4 separate regions of the Mus musculus genome follow, and all the other regions are linked to region 3. The links are chromatin contacts, called in public promoter capture Hi-C maps. All regions are on one chromosome and are shown on one strand. The core of a region is the stretch at or near the end of the contact, and the rest is flanking DNA. Distances in the headings are between cores, read along the strand shown. Region 1 holds the start of Xiap (X-linked inhibitor of apoptosis). Region 2 holds the start of Stag2 (stromal antigen 2). Region 3 holds the start of Mcts1 (malignant T cell amplified sequence 1). Region 4 holds the start of Thoc2 (THO complex 2).

Evidence for each region. Promoter capture Hi-C pulls out the DNA fragments that hold promoters and counts their contacts.
Region 1: a contact with region 3 is called in a promoter capture Hi-C map of pre-B cells. The contact joins the promoter of Xiap here to the promoter of Mcts1 in region 3. A contact is called at or near these places in 3 of 39 promoter capture datasets (cranial neural crest, maxillary cranial neural crest and pre-B cells).
Region 2: a promoter capture Hi-C map of pre-B cells shows a contact between it and region 3. The contact joins the promoter of Stag2 here to the promoter of Mcts1 in region 3. A contact is called at or near these places in 4 of 39 promoter capture datasets (cranial neural crest, frontonasal cranial neural crest, hippocampal neurons and 1 more).
Region 4: a promoter capture Hi-C map of pre-B cells shows a contact between it and region 3. The contact joins the promoter of Thoc2 here to the promoter of Mcts1 in region 3. A contact is called at or near these places in 5 of 39 promoter capture datasets (cranial neural crest, frontonasal cranial neural crest, maxillary cranial neural crest and 2 more).

Annotation. Positions count from the first base shown.
Region 1 is chrX:42,064,881-42,071,106 of GRCm38.p6, forward strand. It overlaps Xiap (X-linked inhibitor of apoptosis), which reads left to right and starts at 2,956. Exons shown (of 8, transcript NM_009688.3): 1 at 2,956-3,176; 2 at 3,477-3,602.
Region 2 is chrX:42,145,892-42,153,046 of GRCm38.p6, forward strand. Stag2 (stromal antigen 2) reads left to right here and starts at 4,263. Exons shown (of 34, transcript NM_001290713.2): 1 at 4,263-4,400.
Region 3 is chrX:38,596,385-38,602,603 of GRCm38.p6, forward strand. It overlaps Mcts1 (malignant T cell amplified sequence 1), which reads left to right and starts at 4,087. Exons shown (of 6, transcript NM_026902.4): 1 at 4,087-4,394; 2 at 5,545-5,697; 3 at 6,192-6,219. The coding sequence starts at 4,384.
Region 4 is chrX:41,907,617-41,914,650 of GRCm38.p6, forward strand. Thoc2 (THO complex 2) reads right to left here and starts at 4,285. Exons shown (of 39, transcript NM_001033422.1): 1 at 4,185-4,285. The coding sequence starts at 4,255.

The DNA.
Region 1 (6,226 bases), core at 1,706-4,205, 3.5 Mb after region 3:
CCTCTCCCTCTCCCTCTTTCCCTTTCAAGATAGTTCAGCAGGTAAAAGAATTGATCTTACAAGCCTGGTAACCTAAGTGTGACCCATGGAACTGATGGGAGAAGTCAAAAACTAACTACTGAAATAGGCCCTCTAACCTCTATCCACACATGCATGTGTAAGACTGCACTTACAAATGTGTCTCTTACACCCACATTAGTAATCGAGAAAAGAAGAAAAGCTCCAGCTCTTCCCATGAATGAGCATACAACATAAGAGAGACCAGATACTTATCCGAGTGGCCATATTGTGTGACACAGCGCACTGGTACTGTTCACGGTAACAAAGTACTCACTTTAATGATGAAGTTACATGAAAAAGTGCTCGAACTGGACAGTGATAATGGTTACACAATAATGAAAGTGTTCTCAATGCCAGTGAACTATGTACTTACTTCAGGTCCCAAAGAAACTTGGAACAAGTCTCACTCAGTACCCGTGGCTCCTCCCAGCACCTCCCACCCCACCCCTACCCTCAACCTCTCCTGCCCAGAGGCTGGACTTCCCTTCCCCTTCTCTTCCCCGTTTCTCATTCCTATATAAACCTGTTATTTTGATCATGCATGTTCTTGATCCTCAACTCCTCTCTGGTCCACTCCCCTCTTTTCCTCTTCTCTTTCTCTTTCCATCTTCCCCCTCTCTCCTCTCATGGCCTGGTTCAGGCTAAACTTTTCCAGATGCTTCTGGTTGAAGTCTCCACTAAAATCCTTCTCCTTAACCATACACACTGTAGTCATGTCCTCCTCTTCATTCACTTACAATGGTTAAAACCAAATGTCTAAAACAGTAAATTTACATATATTTCACAATAAAAAACTGTGTTAGCTGGTTGGGTGTAGTGGCTTAATTAAGCTCATCTCAGCACTCAGCATGTTAAGGCAGAGGATTGCCATGAATTTGAGCCCAGCTTGGAATATGTAGCCAGACAAGACTACACATAACACATCAAGACCTTATCTCACCAAACGTGGTGGAACAATCCCAATTCTCAGGCAAGACGAACAGGAATTAAAGGTCATCCTAGGCTACATAGCAAGTTTGCAGCCAGCCTAGGATACATGAGGTCTTGATTCAAAAAATCCAAGCCAAACAGTACAAGCTAGGTGACATAGCTGGAGCTTGCAATCCTAGCAGTCAGAGACTGCTACATAACGTTCATTGATTTCAGGCTGACCTGGTCTACACAATGACTTCTGAGATAGCCTGGGCTATTTAGTGAGACCCAGATTCAAAACAAACAAACAAACAAACAAAACAAACTAAAACAAAACAAAAAGCCCAAAACTACAATAATAAAGATTCTATAATGACACCTTAAGTTTAAAGAATAAAAGATTACAGAGACTGAGAAAATATAATCTTCAGGTAAGGAAATTAGTTTCAATAAATTACTAGAGGGCAGGCAAACTGGTAAGAGCTGGGGCAGGGTAAATAGTTCCCTTAGAAGACACCATAGCACTGTGTTGGAGGAGAGTGAACTTAATTAAGGCTAAGATGATTAACTCTTATCCTGAAGTCAAAATGGAAAGATTTAACTCAGCCTCAGGCAAGCTAGATGGGGGTGGGGGGGAGGCGGAGCAAGCCTAAGAACAGAGAAATCAGACTGGGCAATGGTCAGAAAGACCTAGGGTTGAGTCATACTGTTCAGCTCCTACAGAGACAGGTACAAGCGACTTCAGCCTCTTCTAAATGAGTTGATGGTGGACAATATCAAGACAAATGAGGGTAGCCTGGGACTTTTTTTCTTTTCTTTTTTTCCCAGACAGGGTCCCTTGCATCTCCGACTGGCCTCAAACTTCCTATTGAGGATGGCCTTGAACTTCTGACCCTTCTGTTGATAAAGATGGAGCTTTGTTGGTTTGCTTATTTAAGAGTGCTGGACAGGTGAGATCAGTATTTGCTTGCAGTTGTTTTGTTGGCAGTGGTGGGGTTTGAATTCAACCTTGTATGTGCTAGACAAGTGATCTACTACTGAGCCTCATTCCCAGCCCTCGCTTGGAATTACCTTCATTGTAATAAGTCAGATGCAATTTTCAGAGCTGTAAGAGTACACCCCAGGGGGCCTGGGACACAGATGGCTTAGTGGGGAAGGGCATCACCACCAAATCTGAGGACATTAGTTCTTCCCTAGAACCCACATGCTGGGAGAGAACAGACTCAAGTTGCCCTCTGACCTCATACAGTAAGACAATGTAATAATTTTTAAAAAAGATTGCATTAGAAGGAATATTACATTGGCAAAAGTTGAAGAACCAAATACATTTCTTTGTCTTCTCTTCCAAGTTCCTTTTCATCAAGGACAGCATTATTTAACCAGGCAGATGGTGCCCATGGTCTTCTCCTTTTAAATATACCCAATCCATCTTAGTACACTAGCCATTAAGAGTCAAAGTTCCTGAAACCTAAGTATAGGTTTATCTGACAACCCTACAAGCATATAGCATGATCACCATTTTGTATAATCTTCTCTTGTGTCTTTTCCATCTTTGTTCTATTATTTTTCTTTGTTCTTCACAAATTTCTCTCACCCTCTTTTTGTCTCCCTGTCTCGTCATTCCTTCTAGCTTCCTCTATTTGGAAACAACCGATTCTCTAATCTCAGTTTACTTTTTTGTCGGGTGGGTGATACTGGGATAATTATTTTCTCCGGGGCTCAGTTTCCTCTGTAGGGTGGAATTTAATAGAGGTGTTCTGCCTTCCATGGTTTTCAAAATAACATTGAGGAATATGTTATATACCTAGCAGAGTCCCTGGTATCCTGTGAGAGCTCAATGTACTGTGCCCTTTTCCCCTTGGTCTTTAATCTTCTTACCTGTATTCCCCTACTCCTCACCCTAGAGTCCAGGTAAAAGCTGGGGGGCGGTGGGGAGGGGGGAGAGAAAAAGTCCTGGATGCTAAAAGAGGAAATGCTTGAGTCGGGGGCGGGGACTGAGAAGTGACCTGTGCGCATGTGCAGCCGCTGGGTCAGGCTCTGGCTTGGAGCTGGGGAGGCGGGGGTTGGGGGGTGGGGGGGGGGTTGGGCTGCATAATGAGGACTGGGGTTTTTCTCGATGTCCCCTTCCGGCTCTGGGAGGCGGCGGGACCTTGGCGGTCCCCCGAGCGGGCGCGACGCTAATCGAGGGCCGCTCGGCCAGAGAGGTAGGCTGGAAGATGGCGGAGTGGGAAAGAAGGAGGGGCTCTGCCGGGCGGGAGCGGAGCTCCCGGGGGAGGGGATGGGGGTGGCGGTGGGAAGGACATGGCCTGAGGCCAGTGGCTGGGCGAGCCCGGGAAGCTGGCGGGCTGCACCGGTTGAGTTTTTTTTTTTTTTAAAAGTCCTGACGTGGATGCACTTGGTTCCGGTCTTCGAGTTTTATCCGATGGGACTGTCCTGCCTGGGAAGGCCGAGGGAGGAAGGAAGGGAGGGAGACAGACATAGTGACTTCCGTTTCCTTCTCCTAGGCCGGGGCCCGCCGCCCAGCAGAGTTGTGTTTTCCTGATCCGGGCTCGGGCCGCCCCTCCTCCGGGACCCTCCCCTCGGGAACCCGTCGCCCGCGGCGCTTAGTTAGGACTGGAGTGCTTGGCGCGGTGGGTACAGCTCTTGTGGGTTTCCCGCCCTCCCTTCCTCTCCCTCTGCTCCCCTCCCCTCCCTTCCCCTCCCCTCTCTTCCCTCTCCTCTCCTCTGCTCTGCTCTTCCCTCCCTCCTCCTCCCTCCTCCCGCGTTCCTCCTCCTCCCCCCTCCTTCCTTCTCCCCCCCTTCTCCTCCCTCCCTCCTTTTCCTTCCCTCCATTTCTTCCCCCTCCCTTCCGCCTGGGCTAGCTCTGCCTAGTTGGGCGGGAAGGCCGCGCCCGCCCGCCCGCGGGGAATGCTGGACTGGGCTCCCTATCCAGGCTCCCCGGGATTGCCCCTGGAAGCCGTGGGTAGGGGGGCTGGCTTCAAGCCTTCGGGTCAGCCTCCTTAAACTTCGTGACACCTAAGGTAAATCTAGTTAAAATAATTAAAAAAAAAAAAAAGATTTGATCAACCTCCCTGCCCCCCCCCCCAGTTCGATACCTTGTATGGGGCAGGGTGGTGTGTTTCTGGCAAGGGCATGTGAACCCTAAAGAATGAGGGCCAAAGAGCTTCCAGAGGAGGAAGTAGCTGGTAATTTTTGCCTCTTTGTCACCTTGGTCACTTCCCCAGCATATTTCTGAGAGAAAAAAATGTCACTTATGACTTTCAGTTCCATTACTTTAACTCCGTTGAACTCCACAGTTTACTTGAGTTGTGGGGTGTTTTTCTTTTAAGCAGGGGCGGGAGGGAGGAAGGGAGTGGTGATTGCTGAAACTAAGCAGTGGCTCACTCCATCTCCAAAAAGGAGAACATAAGCCTTGGGGAAGACTAAACCTATCAGTTTGTAATAATCTACAACTTTACCTTCAAGTACAATTATGGCACTACTTCTGACATCCTAGCTATACCTTGATAGTGAATGAATCCTAGAAATGTCTTTTTTTTTAAAGACTGGAAAGTTCTACAGTGTTTCTTCATTCTTCTCATTTTCTCCTTAATAGGATTTTTTTTTTTTTTTTGTAGCCAGTTTCAAGAGAACACTGTTAAGAGCCGGCCATCTTAGAATTATAGCATTTTTGAGCTGGGAAGGATCTCAGCTCAACTCTTTTGTTTTACAAAGCAGAAACTAAGGCTCAGGGTTTCATGATTTGTGTAAGGTTACCATGCTAGCCATGCTAGTTAGATTAGAATTCAGATTTTCTAGCTCCCTGGCCACCCCACTCCTGTTGCTTCAATATAACCTCTAAGCAAATATCTAAGTATATTCTATTTAACATTTCTGTCATTTTCAGTGTAGTAAACATGTATGTGAAACTTGAGTCAGGGATTGTTTTCCCCATAACTTAAGAATGGAAAACATTTTAGGTCAGATAGATTTCTACCTACAGACACAGAAACATAAGCTTATATAGCTGTTTGGATTGGGTCACATGGATCCATGAAAGAGATAAAAAAAAATGGTAACCCTGGTTACTTCTGAAGAAGACGGATGGAAAACTAAACTTTGCTTTTCTCCTGTGCCTTACATGTTTGAATATTATAAACAAGTTTGATCTTATTCTAGAAAGTTTTAAAGCTCACATAGATGTATATCAACATAAGTATTTGCAATTGGTATTTATGAACATCCACTTATCAGTAATTTTTATTGTAAAATCCAGTATGGCTTATTTCGTCTTCACAGAACAGGTCTGTATTTATGTTTCTCTTTTGGCTTTTACCTACTGTTCTGTATTCATGAGAAATGCTAAAAAGCTTTGGCTTTATCTTTAAAGAATAAGCTTCCTGATTATCAAATAGTGTAGAAACTATGAAATTCAGATATCAAATTTGACATACAGATAAATCTAACTTACAGAATCATTTTGGATTAAACTTATTTTTAAAAGGTTATGCCTGTAAAGATTGTATTGGTGTATGTAGTACAGTAAATACTTGCTTACCATGTATAGGGCTCTGGGCTTGTTTGTTTGTTTTGTTGAGCATATCAAAGAAAATGTTAAAATTTGATCAAAATACATGATGTAATTTTGAAACTAACATAACCCACTATTTTGTACAATGAATATACACTAATAGGAGAGAGAAAGGGGAAAGAAAGCTAGGTGTGGTGGCTTTCACCTGTAATCCCAACAACACTGTGGAGTCAGTGCAGGAGAATTGCAAATTCAAGTCAGCCTGGGCTGTGTAGTGAGATCCTGCCTCAAAAACAAAGCTGGGTTGGACAGATGACTGTTTATATGGCCTGGCATGGCCTGGCTGCTCTTGCACAGGACCCCGGTTCTAGTCCCAGCATTCAAACGCTATCACAGCCTTCTGCAACTCCAGTCCCAGAGGATTTAATGCTGCTTTTGGCTTCCATGAGCACTGCCTGCATGTGATACACATATATGCATGCAGGCAAAAGACCCAGATGCATAAAATAATAAAACAGAGTGAGGGTTCACATTTGTAACCTGTGCGTTTGGTAAGAAGAGGATCAAGAGTTCAAAGCTAGCTTGGGCACCATCGGAACCTGTACAAGCGGAATCAGAATTAATACAACTTTTATATTATGTGGCATTGTTTGGTCCTTAAGTGTTTGCTTTTTGTGCATGTTATCACTCCTCATGCATGTTATACAGTTTTTAAAATGGTAAATGTTTTGGGTTGGAGGTAAA
Region 2 (7,155 bases), core at 3,013-5,512, 3.5 Mb after region 3:
GCTGGCCTTGAACTCAGTGATCTGCTTGACTCTGCCTCCAGAGTGATGGGATTAAATGTGTGCACTACCACTGCCCAGCTCAGTTAAACACTGTTTTATATATTCATTAGTATCAATATTTTTCAATAATTCAACTGTTCATAACCTTTGTCCATATTTTTCTACTGGAGTTTTATTACTAACTTGAATCCCTTGTATGCTATGCTAGCCATGTCATTTATGTAGGAAATATTTTCTCGTAGCTTATTGTTTATATTTTGTCTGTGTTTATGATATTGTGATGTAGCTTCAAATTTCTGTGGACTCAATTGTACTCATCATTAGGCTTCATGTTTAGGACAATGTTAGGAATTTGAGAATTAATTGTGTAATAATGCCCATGATAAAATATTCAAAGTAACCATGTTAGGTGCCTGATAAATACTGGAATAGGAAAGTTGAATAGTAAGAGATTATAAATGTTTGGTACTGTATCATGGATATGACACTTTCTGATGCAAAATTATTCTGATAACTAGAAATGTACAGACTACATTACATTTTAACAGATAATCTTTGTTAAAATCTAAATTAAATATAAATCTTCCTGTGACTGTTTCCAAATTATGGACATGTTACATAGAATTATGTTTCAGATAGTTGTATGTGCTTCCTGTGGTAGCACACGCCTTTGAGCCAAAAGCTTGGGGGTCAGATGCAGGAGGATCTCTGAGATTAAGGCCAACCTAATCTACAGAGCAAGTTCCAGGAGAGCCAGGGCTATATAGTAAAACCCTGTCTTGAAAAGCGGAAAAGAAATCAAAAGGTAATTTTACATGCCAGGCTTTACAAAGAATTCCTGTCTCACAACCAACCAACCCCTCCCAAACCCTCCCCAAACAAACACATAAAAGAATCACCACCAAAAGACAGTTTGACATCAGTGACACCTGAAAGGAATTTTTGTTTTTGGTTCAAAAAGGAAGGACGAAGTCTGCAGGTCTGTTAGTCCTATACAAAATAGACGTTACTTCTTAGGATCCTTGAAGGAACAGATTGAGAGGTTTGTTTTTGTTTTTTGTTGTTTTGTGTTTTTTTTCGAGACAAGGTTTCTCTGTGTAGCCCTGGCTGTCCTGGAACTCACTTTGTAGACCAGGATGGCCTCGAACTCAGAAATCCTCCTGCCTCTGCCTCCCAAGTGCTGGGATTAAAGGTGTGCGCCACCACGCCCCGCAGATTGAGAGTTTTGATACTGGGGCTTGACTTCTTTTGAAAGAAAGACAGCAAAAAGAGCCAACTGTGAATGCTGCTGAGTATTAGTAGACATTTGCTACGAAGTTAATTTCTGATGTTATGCCACAGTTACTAATTTTCAGCAGTGTTTTTCTCAAAATGAAAGCAAATTTCAAGAGGAACTTTTCAATTTGACTTAAAGCAGACAACTCAGAACCTAAATTTCTAAAACGTGCGGGAAAGTATATGGTGTGCTGTTTGGAGCAGGGCATCAAGTTTCCAGTTACTACTAAAACAGGCATTTCCTTAGAACGGACACAAACGAACTATTAGTTACTGTAAGACTCTTTGCCTCACAGCCCAATTGTTCTATTACTTCCAGTTGAATGTTGTTTTAACTGTAAACTTTCTATGCTCCCTATTAAGCCGCGCCATTGTGAAACTTCAGTTTGTTGAAAACTTCACAGAACTCTAGCAAAGAATTGGTTTAGAAGAGAAATGGAAACTTTGGTTTGAATGCTGTTCCCCTCCGATGCTTCACTGGTAAGCGAAAACATTTAAGGCGTTACTTCTTGTTGACATTTAGTTGCTTCTGCTCACTTGATTAAATATACCATAACTCTTGAAGTTCCAAGGAAACTGACCAGTAAGATCAGTGGATGGGAGAAGACCTACTAAGACATAGACCACACATATGGAGTAGAATTGAAGGACTGAAAGTCATCATTATATTGCATCAGGAATGCCCTGTGATTCCTGATTGGGTGTAATGTCACCATTTCCTCAGCTCATAATATTTTCCATTTGTCTTATTACTTATTTGAAACAATTTAATACGGAGGAAGGTATTTTAAATCCATATGTAAAACAAATGGAACAAATACTACTTAATCTGAGGCTATTTTAGGCGGCTAGGAAGTTCTGTAACAGCAATGGAGACACTGTTATTAATAGTTCCCTTCCTGTCCTAGGAGAAGAGAAGTTTGGCAGGGACAGGCCATTCCTGAGTGTCCCCCACCCCCGCATACAGTGCTCTAGGCAAAGGTCATGTAGGGTGGACTGGAAATGAAGTGACAAAAAGAAAAAATATCCTCACAATAAACACCCAAGGGTGATAAAGAGTCAAGGGAGTTGGACTGGGTGCAAAAGGTCTTTCTGTACTTCAAAATACTTGTGGGAGGGCTATGAGGAAGTACCAAGAACTGTAATTGTTAACAATGTGGCAAGGCCGCCTCCACACAAGGCAGCAGTGAGTGTCTAGTAATCTCCACAGGTCCCCTGCTAACCCTGTCCTTGCACGTGGATTTCACGCCACTTTGTCTGGTCCCATCTCCTCTTCCGCCCCCAAAAGTCACCTATAAAACCGGCTGAGCGGCCAATTAGCCTAGTAGTCCAGCTCCCTAAGTCTAGTAGAATTTGAGTATGGAGCTCACATTTTTATGGATCAGGAATAGTGAGTTGAAAATTATATCTATATATCCACATACACATATATATGTATAATTATATGTAATTCCCCCCACCCGTAGTCTTCCTGATAAAGAGAATCTTTAAACCATACTCGAAGGAAAAAAGAAAGCAAGCAAAATTGCCAAGCTATCCATTCTCGCTGGGATCAAGTGGCCTAGTTGGGTCTTTTGGGGAGGAAGTGTGAGGAGTGTTGGAAAGGACGTGAGGAAACCAGAGATCTGGGAACAAGTGGCCCTTTACTGGGGTGGGTTGTGTTGGAGAGCTCTGAAGGGTGCTGCTAGCCTGCAGGGCTGCCAGGGCTGCGCAGGGGGCGGGGAGCCGGACGATCGGCCCGCTGAAGCCCCGGAATTCCCACGGCGGGGCTCCAGTGGACACTGTCGCCGGCCTCTCGGCGACCTCCTCGGTGGCGCCGTGGGCCCTCAGCCAGTCCGCGCAGGGCGGAAGCGCGTCCCAACGGCTGAGTAAGAGAGGCGCGGGCACGCCAGCTTGTTTACCCCACTCGGCGGCGCGCCCCTGCGGGCGCCCCGTTCACAGGAGGCGTCCGAGCCGCGGAAGCGGGGAGTCCGGCGGCGGCGATTGGTCGGCGACACGGGGAGGAGGCTGGCGGGTGGGAGGGCTGCGTGGCGCGCGCCGCAATGGCAGCCCGCCGCCGCTAGATGCCGCTGCCTCCCAACAGGAGCTGGGCCGCGGGTTCGCGGCCGACAGATGGCGCCTGCGCGTTCCATTCGCCTCCAAGTCGCCGAAGAGCGAACACCCCAAACAATCCCGAAGCGCCACCAAAAAAAAAAAAAAAAAAAAAAAAAAAAAGAAAGAAAAAAAAAAAAAAGAAAAGAAAAAAAAAAGAAAGGAAAAAAAATACAGAAAAAAGGGAAAAAAACAAAACAAAACAAAAAAAGCACCCCGCCGGATCCGACCGCCACTTTCAAACCCCCCCACGGCTCTAGACCCGCGGGAGCTTCCGTCCCTCAGTAGAACTCAAGGGTGGAAAGAAGAGGAAGGGGGAAAAATCTTGTACCAGCCCAGGGGTGAAGAAGCCCCCGGCCTGAGAAAGAAGGAAGGAGTGGGGGAGGCCAACAGTCTCCTTGCTGCCTCTGTAGACGCTGAGGGGGGAGGTAAGTTATAAAATGGCGGAGGCGAAGCTTCTAGAAGTTTGGAGGGGCACCCGGAGGGCGCGCGGCCCACCGTGAGGTGTGTGTGCTTGCGATCGGGCGAAGAGAGCGTGCGGCCGGCCGGGAGGGAGCCGAGAAGGCCGGGCGCTCCGGGGCCGGGCCGCGGCCTCGTAGGGGGCCCCGCGCGGGGCAGCGAGCGAGCGAGTGGCCGTGTCCGGGCGGGGAGCGAGCCAGCGTCGCCCCGGCCCCGCGTCACCCCCTGCCTGTCCTCTCCGTCCCCAAGTCGCTACCCCAACACTTCCAAGGAACTTGCAGTCGCCCCCTGCGTCCCCTCCCCGCCTCCTTCCTCCCGGAGCCGCTTTTTTAGCGCAAGACGCTCCCTTCTCACTCCCCTCGCTGGAAGGTTGTCCCTTCGCCTCCCTCGCCCAAGTCTCCCCCGGGGACCTCGGCGGAGGGGGCTCCCCCCCCCACGGGTGGCCCAAAATGGAGAACGCGCAGCGGCGCAAGATGGAGGCTCGGCGCCTCCGCGTAGCCTGCTCGCTCGCTTCCTCTCCTCCCGGGGCCTCTTAAGCAGCCCGTGGAGGGGGACGAGAGCCCCCCAGACTGGAGGTGGGGTGGGGGTGCCATCCCTGGCCGGGATTCGGGGGGGGGACGGGTGGAGAAGAAAGGGGCAAACCCGGGGAGGCCACGGCCCGGTGGCGTGTGGTGGCGGGGAGGGGGGGTGGTGGTGGTGGCGGTGGGAGAGCGCGCCGTGGTGGTGCGGGGAAGGAAGCGAGCAAGATGGTGGTGCTGGGAACCCGGGGGGAGGGGAGGCCGAGCAGGCTCGTTTGTGTCTATTTGGGCCTCGGACCGAGGGAGGCGAGGGAAAATCTACTCTGCTCACACCCCTCCCTCGTCCCCCCTCCCCTCTCCCTTCCCCTCCTTGCCTCCCTCCCTCCCCTCCCCTCCCCTCCCCTCCCCTCCCCTCCCTCCCCTCCCTCTCTCCCTCCCTCCCTCCCTCTCTTCCTCCCTTCCTAGAGAGGGAACAACATTCATGTGACGGGCCCCTCGGCTTCTCTCCCCCGCCCCATCATCTCCAGCGCGTGGTGGGGGAACTGCTTGGGCAAAGCGGTTGGCATCGATCTCTCCATCCTTCCCGAGGCCCCGACTTCGGTCAGTTTTCTTAGGGCACCAATTTTCGAAATCGTTTGGGGTCCGGCGGCGTCGGTCCCCAGCGCGTAGAGCTTGCCCCGAAGGGGGCCCTGCCTGCCTGGCATGGGCGGAGGGGGGGGAAGGGCGGGAGTGGAAGGCTGTTTGTTGGGGGGTTTTGGCGCCACTTTTGTTTTAGTTTTAGTGCTGCTTTTTCGTTCCCACCCCCACCCGCACTGTCTTTCTCAAGGCACGAACTGAGCTGATCCTTGCCCCAGGTAGGCAGCCTCTGTTTTCCCTCCACACTTTTATTCTTGCTTGAGGGCGACTTTCTCTTTTCTTCTCTCACGTATCCGGAGATCTGCGGACTACAATTTTAGGAGAAAAAGGGTCGGCTGGGCCATGGGAGAGAGAAGGTGTGGGAAACAGCATCAAGTAGTTCCGCAAAACTTTGAGCCCCGTTCCCATTTTCTTCTGGCCTAGAATTGTAAACGTATTGTTGATTTCGGCCTTTTTTTCCCTTTCCCTCCCGCCGCGACAATGTCTTGTTTTGCCTTTAGTTTTGATTTTTTTTATTATTTTTTTGATAAACCGCTGTACTTTCGGCATTTAGTTTCTTCTCCTTGGTGTTATATGTCATTTTATTTTTAATCCTCAACGGTAATGGGTTCTCGTGTGATTTTTTTTTTTCGGGCTTTGGTGCTCGACTTGAATTTTTAATATTGCATTAGTAGTTTCATCCGGTCTGGGAGACTTTCTTCTCCGTGGCCTAGGATGTTTTTTTATGTTGTTGCCTACTCCCTCCCTCTCCCTCCTCCTTTCTTCTGTATGTAGTTTTTAAATTGAGGGTCGTGGTTTTTGATTTAATGATTATTTCCAGCTTCTATGCTATGTCTATCAGAAACTTTTGATCTGTGGGGTTAGGTTTAAGTAAAGGAGACGCTTGTGTTGGTTTGCAATGGTTCCTTAAAATGCGCGGGCCGCCTCCTCCTCGACCCTGGTAAAACCCCATCTTCCCTTCACATTGGAGTGTAAATTCCGTACCCCCTTTCTCCCACGGACCGCCGTATTTCACAGCAGCCACACCCTGTATATATGTCTCTGTGGATTGGACTCATTATCAGCTTAATTTAGTGACTTAAACCACCATGATGGGACTTGCTTAAGCACGAAGCTTCTTTTCCTGTTTGGTCCTGGTGGCTAGTGTCGAAAGAGGAATAATCGAGGTTTCTTAATGAAACCTAGTGCGGTCCAAGCATTGCCTTTTTTTCTGTTGTCTTTTTTCCTACTCCGGGCTGTTGGCGGTGTCAGCACCGCTGCTGGGGGCGGGGGGTGGAGGGGAGAAAGAGTCGGGTTACCGAAGTGCGTCATTCCTGGCTCTAGCAGGGCCTGCTCGGGAGCTTGCTGGTGTTTGTTACTGTCCTCGCAGCACTTTCCTGCCAACCTTCTCTCTCTGCGTATTGGTTAGGAGCAAAAGCAGGAGGCGGTCTCCTAATTCTGTCTGGAGCCCAGTGCGTTGCGTTTAAGGGTATATGTGAACTTATTATGCTTTTTTTTTTTTGATGGCCATGGAAAGTGGATATATTTCTGTTTAACAACATGCAATTCAGGTAGTTTGGTCTTGCTTTCATATCATATATTTCTCAATGAACGGTGGGGTTAATTTTGAGCATTTTAAACCACTTACGTCAAAATGCCTGGTTTTCTTTCTATGTTGATATCAATCTATAATTAGGGATCAGAAGGACCAGTTAAGGCAGAAGTGTTCAGCGGTTTTTCAAGTGGTTGAATTGTAATTTCATGACACATTGTGTTAAATCGTCTGTTTTTTTCCATTTTCGGATGAAGTGCGTGAATTCCTGCTAATTAGAAATATTTAAGTTCATTTCACCTCACATTTCTATTTATCCTTTTAAAATATAAAATGTACTCATTGAGTAGTAAATGTGGTTATTTCAATATTGTATACTGAATTTTTTGACGTTGCTATCTAGGAGTTGGGCAGGGTGCTTCTACAGTAACACTGTAAGATTTTTGACTTTTTAGCATGGTACTTTGATACTTTTGTTGCCTTGATGTTATCCTCAGTGTCCTTAGTGAGTACTGGCCCTCCATTCTCTTTCAAGATAGGGAGAGTAGGAGGCCAGAGATGAAAGGAGTGGTGGCCGCCAGTTGATTATTGTGGCTGGATGAGTTCAGAAGGGCTCATTGGTAACTTATTCTACTCTGCTGTTTG
Region 3 (6,219 bases), core at 2,837-5,336:
TATGGGCAGCAGAGGCTGCTGCCCGACGTGTGGTTCTGATGGCCAGCGCGGGGCAGAAGCGTTTTGCACACTGTTTGTTTTCCTGTCTTGCACTTACAAATAAGGTCTATGGGAGTAGCATGGGAACCGGTGGTTGTTTTTCCCTTTTTCTTTTTTAATTGCTTTTGTTTAAAATTTGATCGCCTTAACTACTGTAAACATAGCCTATTTTTGTGTTTAAGATACTGAATGGAAAACCCCATTGTGTGTTGCTGGACTGTTTTGGAAATATTTGGTCAAATGTATGTTAATTTGGCTGTAATGGCATTTAAAGCAAGCAAACAAGCAAACAAACAAAGCTGTGAAAATGGCCTTGGAGCATTATCTTTAGTTACTTGAAGAGTTTCTAGGTTTTTTTTTTTTTTTTTTACAAATACAGTTTATGTTAAAATAATCTTTATTAATTTAGAGGAGACAATGTCTGTGGAAGAACGGACTTTTTTGGATTTTTAAAAAAGATTTATTTATTTATTTATTTATTTATTTATTATATGTAAGTACATTGTAGCTGTCTTCAGACACTCCAGAAGAGACAGTCAGATCTCACTATGGGTGGTTGTAAACCACCATGTGGTTGCTGGGATTTGAACTTCGGACCTTCAAAAGAGCAGTCAGGTGCTCTTACCCACAGAGCCATCTCATCAGCCCCTGGATTTTTTTTTTTTTTAACGGTCATTGTGATTGCTTTTTCTTTTACTTAGTTTCACATTCTTCCTTTGTTCTAAATCTTCGACTGACATCTAGCTTTGACAATCATAGTATGTTTTATTTCCTGAGGGGGAAATAACTTATAATGTTGTTTAGTTTTGTACTACTGACGTGTTGGTGAATTTTTAAACTGTGTGCTAACTGCAATAAATTATATGAACTGAGAAAAAAAAAGATGATTGTGAGCTGCTATGTGGGTTCTGTGAATGAAACCCAGGTCCTTTTGGAAAAGCAGCCAGTCATCTTAACTGGGGAAACATCTCTCCAGATCCAGTGTAGATTTTCAAACAAAAAGTTTAAGAAATTATTTTTTTTTTCAAGACGGAGCTTCTTTGTGTAGCCCTGGCTGCCTTGGAACTTGCTTTGTAGACAAGGCTGGCCTCAAACTCAGGTATCTGCCTGCCTCTCTCCCAAGTGCTAGAATTAAAGGTATGTGTTACCACATCTGGCTAATTTGTTACTATTTTTTTGTCCAAGAAATTAACTTTGATTTGCTTGTAGAACATACTAATTACATACAATGTTGCCAGATACAGATTACCCTGATGGTTTGATGGTGGATGCAAAAATAATATGCATTCAGTAGAAACGAATTTTTATCTTCTCCTGGTTTGGTGACATGTGGTATATTGTTTTGCTAGGCTGGGGAATGACAGTAAAGCCCGTGTCTTTCCATCAGTCAGTGATGATGAAGGGAAACAACCAGTTCTCTCTCAATAATGTTCCACATTGCTAAGTTATGCTGCTTTTTAGGGTAGATGTATTTAAAGATGCTTTCTTTCTTTTCTTTTTTTAAAAAGATTTATTTGGCTTATTTATTTATTTATTTATTTTTGAGACAGGGTTTCTCTGTAGAGCCCTGGCTGTCCTGGAACTCACTCTGTAGACCATATTTGTTTATTTTTATGTGAATGCACTGTAGCTGTCATCAGACACCCCAGAAGAGGGCATCAGATCCCATTACAGATGGTTGTGAGCGACCATGTGGTTGCTGGGAATTGAACTCAGGACCTCTGGAAGGGCAGCGGGTGCTCTTAACTGCGGAGCCATGTCTCCAGCCCCAACATGCTTTCAATTTAATGATATTTTCAGTTTATAGAATGGGTTTATGGCTTGGTAATCCCATCTTAAATCAGAGAGCATCTGTGTAACTTGTAGCGAATTATCTATTTTCACTAACACTAACCTCCTTAGTAATGGTTGTTTATAATGTACTTGTTATGAAATGCAGGCTCTTAGAGCAGCATGAGAATTGCTAGGAGAGGAGTACTACTTGGCAAGAAGTTGTGGACTTTCTTTTTCCTGAGACAGTTCCATTTTGTAGCCAAGGTGCCGCTGACCTCTCCTCCTTCCTGCCTCGACTTCCATGCTTTGCTCCTGCTAGGATTATACCTAGGGGCTACCATGGCCGACCCAGCTTCAGTTTTGCATGTTTATAAATGCAATATTCCAAATGCTTCAGTGTTGATTGATATTAGTAATACAGATACATGCTAAAGATGTTCACAAAAGACTGATGGGTAAACAGGAATACCAAATTGTTAATTTATAAAGACAAACATAATCGGTCATGCAGATTTGATTGGAAAATATTAAATTATTAAATGAAGATTGTTGATACCATAGAATCAAGACAAGGTAGGCATGGTAACCACTAATTATTCACAAACAGTTGAACAATATAAATGCATAGTAGGTTTGTCTGGAATATTTTAAAGGTTCATATCCCCATTGAGGACTAGAATATTTGCCCCTAGAGAGACTGTGGTATTTGTCTTATAGATCTAGTATTTCTGTGTCTCACATATTGAGTAGTCTTTAATCCCTTTGCCATCATGATTTCGTTTTTTACCTTTCTGATTGAAAACCCTCAAGAAGCATAATTTTGTTTTCTTAAAAAAAAATTTAGGGCTGGAGAGATGTCTCAGTGGTTAAGAGCACTGACTGCTCTTCTGAAGGTCCTGAGTTCAAATCCCAGCAACCACATGGTGGCTCACAACCATCTGTAATGGAATCGATGTCCTCTTCTGGTGTGTCTGAAGACAGCGACAGTGTACTTACACATAATAATAAATAAATCTTTGGGCCGGAGTGAGCAGGGCCTGGGTGAGCAGAGGTTTGAGTTCAATTCTCAGCAACCACATGATGGCTCACAACCATCTGTACAGCTAGAGTGAACTCATATACATAAAATACATAAATAAATCTTTAAGAAAAATGTTTTAGAAAGTATTCAAAGCTTAATGTGGTGGCACATGCTTTTAATCCCAGTACGAGTGAGGCAGAAGCAGGCAGGCGTCTGAATTTGAGGCCAGTCTGATCACCATAAGGAGTTCCAGGTCAGCTAGCATATATAGTGAAACTCTGTCTCAGAGAAAAACAAACAAAACAAAACAAACAACAACCCCCTACCATACAACCAAAATGTATTTCTTTATCTTTTCATTTCACTTGTGACTACTATTACTGGAGCAGCAGTCTTTTTATTCTTTAAGGGAATTACCTTATTTTCCTTTTTTCATTTGTTTTCTTTTAGAGATAGGGTCTCAAGTCTTCTCCAACCCTTCAAGGTTTGTGATTAGGGCATGAGTTATCATGCCTGGGAGGAAATTACATTTTTGTTTGTGTTCAAGAAATCAATTTTATTTGTTTTGCTTCTTTTTCAAGACAGGCTCTCTGTGTAGTTCTAGTTGTTCCGGAACTAGTTCTGTAGACCAGGCTGGCTTTGAACTCAGAGATCATCAGCCTGTCCTGCCCCCACCCCCACCCCAACTCCCATCCCTGTACTGGTTGGTATTAAAAGCTTGTGCCAAGATGTCCTGTTACATTCCTGATTTATAGTTCAGTTTTTAACTATCAGAGTGAAGCAGGGGACAGCAACCTGATGACTTATTTGATAATTCTATGACAGCACTTCACTGTCCAATGATTATAGCTACCAGATTAAAAAAAAGGTTGTTCAATTAAATTCAGAAAAACAAGTAGTTCTTAGCATAAGCAAGGTCAAAACGTAGATGAAGTATACTTGCACCAAAAGGTGTTCACCTTATTTGAAATTCAAATTTGACTAGGTATCTTGTAATTTTATTTGCTGAACCTGACAACTTTGACATTAATTTAACATGAAGCTATGAGGCTCGCCTAGGCTCAAGCAGCTTGATAGGCATCAATTCACTCTGTTGCTTCAGATAGGAAGCAAAACCTATTATCCTTACAAACTATTTAGCATAGTGGTAGGTGGCAACAAAGACCTAAGAATCTTGACCCTTTGAGGAACCCGTAACTGACTGCCACAATTTCTGCTTTGATTGATTCCCTCCCCCACTCTATTCTTCCAGCAACCAGAAAGAATTGCTTGATCACTTCTTCCTTCTGAAGTCCCGCCCTTTCGGCTACCCCCAATGGAGACTAAGCTGTTACTGAAAAGGAGCCGACAAAAGCGTCAACGTGGAGTCGAGAGGAGCGGAAGTAGTCAGATTTCGCTAAGGGCCGTAAAGCGGATAGTGTTTTCGCCTTCCGGATTAACGACAGCAGCTCCGACTGTCAGTGCAGGCCTTCCTCGTGCTGGACCCTTCCTAATTCAATTTCCTTCCCATTCCGGGCCCTTCCCTATCGTCGCCCCTTTCACCTTGGATCATGTTCAAGAAGTAAGGACACGCTGTGGCCTCCATTGGCTGCTTAGAAAGGCGGTGGGGGTGGGGGTGGGGAAGAGGGAGAGAGCAAAGGTCCTCTTTCTCTCTCCCCCGCCCCTGCCATCCTGACTTCCTAAGGTTTTGTAAAGTATAGTACTATGCTCACTTCGGACTTGGACCACTTCTTTAAGCTTTCCATCCTTAATCTTCAGTCGGGGCTTGGCTCTCCCGCTCCCATTTCCTTTTTCCTTAGCCCTGTTCTGCCTTTCCAGCAGTGCTATCTCCATTCCTAGTATTCTACCAATCACATCCTTGCACTGTGATTTAGGGGCACATCCTCAGCTGAGAGGAGAGCCCTGCACTCTGCTATATGTTTATTAGTTATGAACTGAAAAAAGGAAGGCTTGACTTCCTGGGTCATGGCAGTGAGGGAGTCTGGGTGACAGGAAGCAAGCGGCTGGCCTGTCAAGCCTATTGCTAAGCTGCTAGATTAACCTTGTCTTGAGAACAACGTGGTAGCCCTATGTGCTAGTCTGTGTAAGGAAGACCAATTTCCTTGGAAACCTATCCAGTGGGTTTATCTTCCAGATCTGATAGACGCAAAAGGAAAAAAGGGGAACATGGGCAAAGGAAGGTGGGTTTTGTGCATGAAAATTTGAGCAAATCTGGACAGGGATTTTAAAATTATCTCACTATTTCTTTAAAAAAAAAAAAAACAAAAAACAACAGACTACATAGCCTGCTGGGGCTCTCATTCTTTTGTTATGCTTCGGTTAGTCTTTTGTATTTTAATGTGTGAGGTTTCTTTTAGATTAAAAAATAGATTTTTATTAAATAGATGGGAGTCTTTTTTTCCTTTGAGCAGAAATTTTCAGTAAAAGGCATTTTTGTTAGCTGACAACAGATTCTAGCATAACAATTTCTTTGCCCCCAATAATTGCAGTATGTATGAGAGTTTATTCTAATACTGTCTTTAACACGTTGGTTTTGTATTGTATAAGACAAATGGAAATTTGTATTTTAAAAACAATTTATTTCATAATTATTTTAAGCATGAGTACTTGCTTGGGAATAGATGATTAATTAGAACCTTACTTTTAGATTTCTGATTCTTCTGCTTAGCAATGCCCTTTTTTTTTCTCTTCAAAAAAAAATCATTTGCCAGATTTGATGAAAAAGAAAATGTGTCCAACTGCATCCAGTTGAAAACCTCGGTTATTAAGGGTATTAAAAATCAATTGCTAGAGCAATTTCCAGGTATTGAACCATGGCTTAATCAAATCATGCCTAAGAAAGACCCTGTGAAAATTGTCCGATGGTAAGTCCTTGTTTTTTTCCATGTAAAGATTAGAGTAGCTGAATATCAAAGGTTAGGTTGTTTTCATTCTAAATGGAATTATTATCGATAGAGCAATGATGAGAATAGACAGAGTTAACTCTAAAAGTTAGTTGTATTTCTATTTTCAAATCTTATCTATGTATATGAAAATGCTACTTTGTGTAATGTTTTATCAAAGACTTGTTTTTATTTATAAGTCGATTTATTTCAGTTTGCTCTTGAGATTTATTTTATACTTGACAGTGGAATTACAATAATAAAATGTAGAATGAAATTGGCTGTAGCATGTCATATTTCCTCTCTTTTTTTCTATATCGGACAGGTATTTTTTGGTCAGAATATTTACTGGAAAATAAGCTTAATGTATCTTTGTATGTGCATATTTCATGTTATAATTTTTATAGGATGTTTGACTTACATCCATTTTTGAACGAAAGTATCTAACTTTGTTCTCTGTGACATTTGTCTTACAGCCATGAACACATAGAAATCCTTACAGTA
Region 4 (7,034 bases), core at 3,035-5,534, 3.3 Mb after region 3:
CATATCTTATGCCCTGGGTTCAATCCCCGGGAGTGAATAAACCGGGTGTGGTTCGCCTTCCTAGAACTTTCCAGCACTTGGGAAATAGAGGGAAGATCACAAATTTAAGGTCATTCTCAGTTATACAACAGTTCAAAGCCAGCTTAGGATACAAGAGACACCGTCTTTAAAAAAGGAAGCCTGCCTGTGGTGGGGACATACCTTTAATCCCAGCACTTGGGAGGCAGACCAGGACAGCTAGAGCTACACAGAGACAACCCTGACTTGAAAACCCAAAAGAATAAAAGAAGAGGGGAAGGAGGGGAAGGAAGAGGAGGAGGAGGAAGAAGAAGACAAGGAAGAAAAGAAGGTGACAGCAAAATGGACCAGGCATAAAGGAAAATAAAATCAATATATTTACAGATACAACAGGAAATTATTATTTTAAGCATGCCAAAAACCACATTTCTAAGTGTACATATACGTATGTGTAAGTCATGAAAATAGAAAGGTACAATGAGAGAGGAGGAGAGAATTCAAGTGAAAGAAAAGAGTAGATTAAAAATAGGTGGCAATGGTGGCACACGCCTTTAATCCCAGCACTTGGGAGGCAGAGGCAGGCGGATTTCTGAGTTTGAGGCCAACCTGGTCTAGAGTGAGTTCCAGGGCAGCCAGGGCTACACAGAAAATTCCTGTCTCGAAAAACCAAATAAATTAATTAATTAACAAAGAGTAGGTAATGAAGGTCAGCCATGGTGGTGTATGTATGTATGTATGCCTTTAATCCCAGCATTTTCCAGTCTGCTCTACAAAGTGAGTCCCAGGCCAGCCATGGCTACAGAGTCAAAGAAGAGACAAGACAAGAAGAAGAGAAGACAAAAAAAGAGAAAAGACGAAAAGAAAATGGCAGGTCTAGTTAGGAAAAAAGGGCCAGCAAGAAGTGGGCAGAGGAAAGCAGTAGGGAGGAAACCAGCAAACTAAAACTATGACACATGTATGAAAATGCCATAATAAAATGTATTACTCTGTATGCTAATATAATAATTTTGTAAAGGGCTGAAGATATAGTTTCGTAGTAGTAGTTGCTTAATATGTACAAAGCCTCTAGATTCATTCACCAGTAAGGCAAACCTTAGAATATTTCGTTAGATTAAACAGCTTCAGTTTTTTGGTTATTTAGATATGTTTTAGTTGTATAGCTGTGTGTATGTATGTGTTTGGTGTGTGTGTGTGTGTGTGTGTGTGTGTGTGTGTGTGTGTGTACAGGTGCCTGTGAGACCAGAGGTTTTATCCCTTGGAACTAGAGTTACAGGAGACCATAAGCCATCAGATGTGGGTCCTAAGAACTGAAGTAAGTAAAGGTTCCTAACTCCTTACCCCAGACAGCTCTCAAGCCTTGTTTCTTTTGCCTTTTATTGTTTTGTTTCCAACAAAGTTAACTGTGTAGCCTCTGCTGACCTCAAACTCCCGGGACTCCTTCCTTATCCTCCCAAGTGCTAGGATTACAAGTGTGAGACACCACATCAAGCTGTGCCATCCAACTTTAAATTCTCAGCTAATGTAGTGGGACATGCGTAAGATGATAATAAATTCAAGGTCAGTATGAGCTACAAGGTAATTGTCTCAAAAAAAAGATACGTTCTCTCTCTCTCTCTCTCTCTCTCTCTCTCTCTCAGTATGAGCTACAAGGTAATTGTCTCAAAAAAAAGATACGTTCTCTCTCTCTCTCTCTCTCTCTCTCTTTTTTTTTTTTTTTTTTTTTTTTTTTGGTTTTTCAAGACAGGGTTTCTCTGTATAGCCCTGGCTGTCCTGGAACTCACTTTGTAGACCAGGCTGGCCTCGAACTCAGAAATCCCCCTGCCTCTGCCTCCTGGCTTTTTTTTTTTAAGATAAGTTCTCTTACAGAAATTATATTTATATAATCATTAAACTGTCACACTAATTTGAATCTACTGTACTTCAAACCCACAGTCCACAAGCTATACAATAAATACATGAAAATCCTAAGTACAGTTTTTAAGTAGCTCTTTTAACACTAGGTAGCATGGATCATGTAAACACATATAAACTCAAAATCCCACTTTATATTCTTGGCTTCATACACCACTTAGTTTTTCTCCACCTATTGCCAGTCAGAAGTTAGGCAGGGCTCCTCCTCCTATTCTAAAGTGGAAGTAAAAACATTAAACTGTTAAAAAAAAACAAAACAAAACAAAAACAAAAGCAGCTAGGCCTGTGGATGTAGCTCACTGATGGAGCACATGCTACCCTCCATACACACAGTGAAATCCATCCAGAAGAAGGAAGCTGAGAAACCCACAAACACGACAGTTCACAAATGAATCCGCTTTAGATGCTAAATAAGGACGGACTGAACTGTCTGCGGAGGCTCTCCCTCCAATCTGGCCCTGTTCCCTCGAGCTGCTTCCCATCCTGCCTTCTCAGCACTCGACAAACAGGTAGCTGGTTAAACAGCACATAAAAAGTAAACATGAATGCTTCTTTTAGATGTGAGACAGACCTCTGAGTTAACAAAACTCGAAGGAACTCTAAGTATATACTGGAGGACATGTCCTACCAAAAAAAAAAAAAAAAATGAGATGACATCCCCGTTCTCCAAGGGCCTCTCAACTCATTAGCATACAAAAGTAAATATGCAGGATGTCAGAGGCCAACTAATCGCCAAGCAAAGAGCTGTCCCGAGAACTTTAAATTTCTAAAAGCTGGAATAATATTACTTTTAATAGCTATCACTTGCGCACTTACTATAACCCAAGTGCTTTATAGACATTAACTCTTCTCAACAATCCTTCGAGTAGAACGCTTCTTATTCCCAATTTACTCAAGGGGAAACGGCCCCAAATGGTTACGAATTTATCCAAGGTCACTCAGCTGGTTAAGTGGGCTAAGCTAGCCACTTACTCAGACAATCCAATTCTAGGACTCACGCTGTTAACGTTTCACAGAACAGCAAAGGGATGTGGGAGTAAGTCAAGTCACAAGAGCTTGGTGTACCGGGTTTCTTTGAAGTAACAAAGTTTTAAAGATTCCTATCTTCCCGTGAGCAACTGGGAACCTGATACTGGATGAGTGTGGGAGTGTGGAGGGAGACAACTCAAGCAGCTAAAGAGAGTTAATCTCACATAGGATTGACTGCTAAGCTTCCAGAGCGACTCAGAAGAAGAAATTACAACTTTTTTTTTTTTAATCAGTGATTAATTCTGTCAACTTAAACGGGGAGTCGGGGGTGGGGTGGCTACTGGGAGGCGCGAAAGCCGCTACTGTAGGAAATTACCGGTGACGGTACAAAGTAAGTTTATGACTTAAAGGACACAGAGATCATCCTAAAGTACTAGAAAAGCCTCGAGGAGGGCGAGCACTCGCTGCAGTCCCAGGCCAAAATGGAGTTCCCTAAACCTTCTACCAGGAAAAGTTGAATCCCATCCCGAAACCACGGCGAGGTGACACGCCGGCAGGGACTTGGCAAAAAGAAGCGGCAATCCCTGCCACACTTTCCCGAGTACCGCAGGGCCAGGGCAGCGCAAGCTGCCGCTCCCTGAGAAAGCAGAGGTGCCATGCCTGGCTGTCCCCGACGCCCCGGGCTCCTCTGCCACCAGCGGCGAGGAGCAGAGAGTTCGGGACAGTTCGCCCTCCTAAGACTTCGGGCACAGGAGAGGCCGGGAACCAAAGTGCGGGAGTCGTCTTAGATCCCGGGGGGGGGGGGGACAAATAAAAATAAGAAGATAAAACGGGACAGTGAGAGACATGGCAAGTGGCGGACCCACACAGCTCCGGCTGCGAAGCCACGGAGAGAAAAGGAGCCGAGCCCAGCGAGCTGAGTTAAGACGATGAGCCAGACAGACAAAAAAGCGACAGGGCAGGAGCCCAGGGGGACCTGAGGGGACGAGACGGAAGTTCTGCGGAGAGACCTAAAGGAAGCGGGGCTCCCGGGGACCACGGGGCTTTCGGGGAGGTCGGAGGGAAGGCAAGACGCTCAGCGGCGGCGGCGGCGATAGTGGCGGCTCCCGGCTCCGCTCCTCAGCCAAGTGGAAACTCCGGACCAACCAACCATCCTCATCCGCCGCCCGGGTGCGGGTGGGGGAGGGGGCGCCGCTGCCCCCCGGCCCCTGTACCCCACTTCCGACTGCGCCCAGCGCCCCGACCTCAGGGCGGCCCGGCGCCTTCCCTCGGTCAGAAACACTCACAATTCGCCTCTCCCTGATTTCTCCCAGTTCTTTATCCACTCTGCGGGAACCACCACAGCCGCGGCCGCCATCTTCCCCTCGCTAGTAACAGTGGCCCGGATGTGTAGCTCCCGAGCGCGGGGTCAAAGGGGAGCGCCGCCCACGGGGAGTGACGGAAGCTGCGAACTCGGGTTTAGATTTCCCGCCCCACCTACTTCCCCACCAAACGGAAGTCCTGGGCCAGGCCGACAAAGAGGTGGCGGGTGCCACAGCTCTCACCCCTACTTCCCTTTAGAACATATACACATTAAACAAAAAACAAAAACGCCAGGCCGCTGTGGCCTTTATGATCTCCCGTAATCTCTACCCCAAGCCACTAATTCAAACTCGTAATTTTTCAATCACTCGGTCTGTTAGGCATTGGTGGATGCTGGAACTGTAAGCCATGACATGAGCTTCTGGAAAAAAAGGAACATGAGATAAGAAATATCTCAACTAACGACTAAATAGAAAATTAATACGGACAGGGCACACATAATGGACAAAAGCTGGGAACCGCATGCTCCGCCAAATCCTAACTCCTTACTTGAGCTGTCAAACTAGGGAGTATTACTATGCCGAGAAACGATGTTTAAGGTGTTATAATCTCTCTACAAAAAATATTTCTTATTACAAAGAGAAAACGTTACTGTAGGAAAATATGGAAGATATCTCCCTGTGTTGGTGAAAATAAATTCCACCAGGGTTAGAGCTATACCTTCAGTGGTGGCTCACGCCTTTAATCCCAGCACTGGGGAGGCAGAGGCAGGCAGATTTCTGAGTTCCGGGCCAGCTTGGTCTACAGCTTGAGTTCCAGGACAGCCAGGGCTACACAGAGAAACCCTGTCTCGAAAAACCAAAACCAAAAACAAAAAAACAAAAAAACAAAAAAAAAAAAAAAAAAAACCCTGTAGCTGTGGTCTAGAGCACTTGCTTACCTTGAACCAGGCTCTGCTTTGGTACTTCACTACTGGGGGGAAAAAGCTAAATTATCTCAGAAACAGAGCAAGTGAACCAGGCACAGGGTTCCACAGATATAATTCCAACACTTGGGAACCTGAGGCAGGAACATAGCAACTTCCCATTGGCCTGAATGTAATTAATGCAAGGTAGACAAGCAAGTGAAAAGACGGACACCATGGGACTGCCCGTGAAATGCCTGTGAAGTGCTAGAAGAAACACTACTCAAATTTTAAAAATTGTTAATACCCAAATTTTATATATTAATTCAATATTGTAGGGCAGCAGTCATAACCATTATTGAGAGAGAATCTACAAAATTACTACCCTGTACTTTTCAAAGTTGCCAAGCTCTTAGAAGATAGTAATTCTTCCAGATTTTTGAAGACTGGAGGCAGAGGCAGAAGGATCTCTGTGAGTCACAGGCCAGTATTATCTACATAGCAAGCTCCAAGCCTGCCAAATGATTACATACAGACTTTTTTAAAAAGATTAATGGAAACAAGAAATACAAGGGATTTTCTCCCCTCCAAAAATCATATTTTTCTTTTGCTATAAAGGGCATTACTGGCACAATTGACTTCATTGGGGTATCTGTAATTAAATAATAATATTGTATCATGTTACTGAATCCAAATAACTCTACTCAAATCGTCCCAGTGGTAGCAGCAGCACCACTTGCTACCCACCCCGTCCCAAACCCCCAATGTTCTGGGTTCACACACAAGTGAAGCCTCCTATTTTAATATGGCCTTACAGCTCAATGGTTGGGTCACTTCTAAACCTCCACGTGCATAACACACCCCCCTCCAATATTCCTGAGTTCTTACTTATTACAGAAATATGTATACAATTCTGTTTTAAGAAACAAGACTTGGCTGGAGCAATGACTCAGCAGTTACAAGAATTGGTTGCTCTTCCAGAGGACACAGGTTGGATTCCAGCAGCCAAGTGGTGATTTGAAACAATGTGTAACTCCAACCCCAAAGGATCTGATACCCTCTTCTGACCCCTGATGGCAGTGCACATATATTGTATAAGACATACATGCGGATGAAGCATCCATACACACACACACACAGAAATGTTTAAAAAAAAAAAGAAATCTTTTAAAAGAAACAAGACCTCACTCAGGATGATATTTTCTACTTCCATCTATTAATGCTAGAGGGGTGAGGTGGGAGTGGGTGGGTAGGGGAGCACCCTTTTAGAAGCAAAGGAGAGGGGGATGGAGTGGGGGCTTCATGGAAGGGAGACATTTAAAAAACATTTAAAATAATGAAAAAGAAGACTCAGCCTAGCATGGTGGCAGAAGCCTGTAATTCCAGTACTCTGAGGCGAGGCCAGAAGGCTCCTCAAACTGAAGCCATCTTAGGGCTATACATAGCTGGTCTTTGCAACTTTGTGGGTTCTCATTTTTCCCATCCTTTACCACCCCCCTTTCACCCTAACAGTAAATAGGTGTGATGGTTTGTATATCCTTGGACCAGGGAGTGGCACCATCTGGAGGTGTGGCCTTGTTGGAATAGGTGTGACCTGGTTGGAATGGGTGTGCCACTGTGGGTGTGGGTATAAGATCCTCACCCTAGTTGCCTGGAAGTCAGTCTTCCACTAGCAGCCTTTGGATGAAGACATAGAACTCTCAGTTCTGCCTGCGCCATGACAGCCTGGATGCTGCCGTGCTCCCACCTTGATGACAATGGACTGAACCTCTGAACCTGTAAGCTAGCCCCAATTAAATGTTGTTTTTTTATAAGACTTGCCTTGGTCATGGTGTCTGTTCACAGCAGTAAAACCCTAACTAAGACAATAAGGGAGGAAGAAAAAGAAGAAAGACATTACTGAAATCTAATTTCTTCCCTGTAGTTTCTT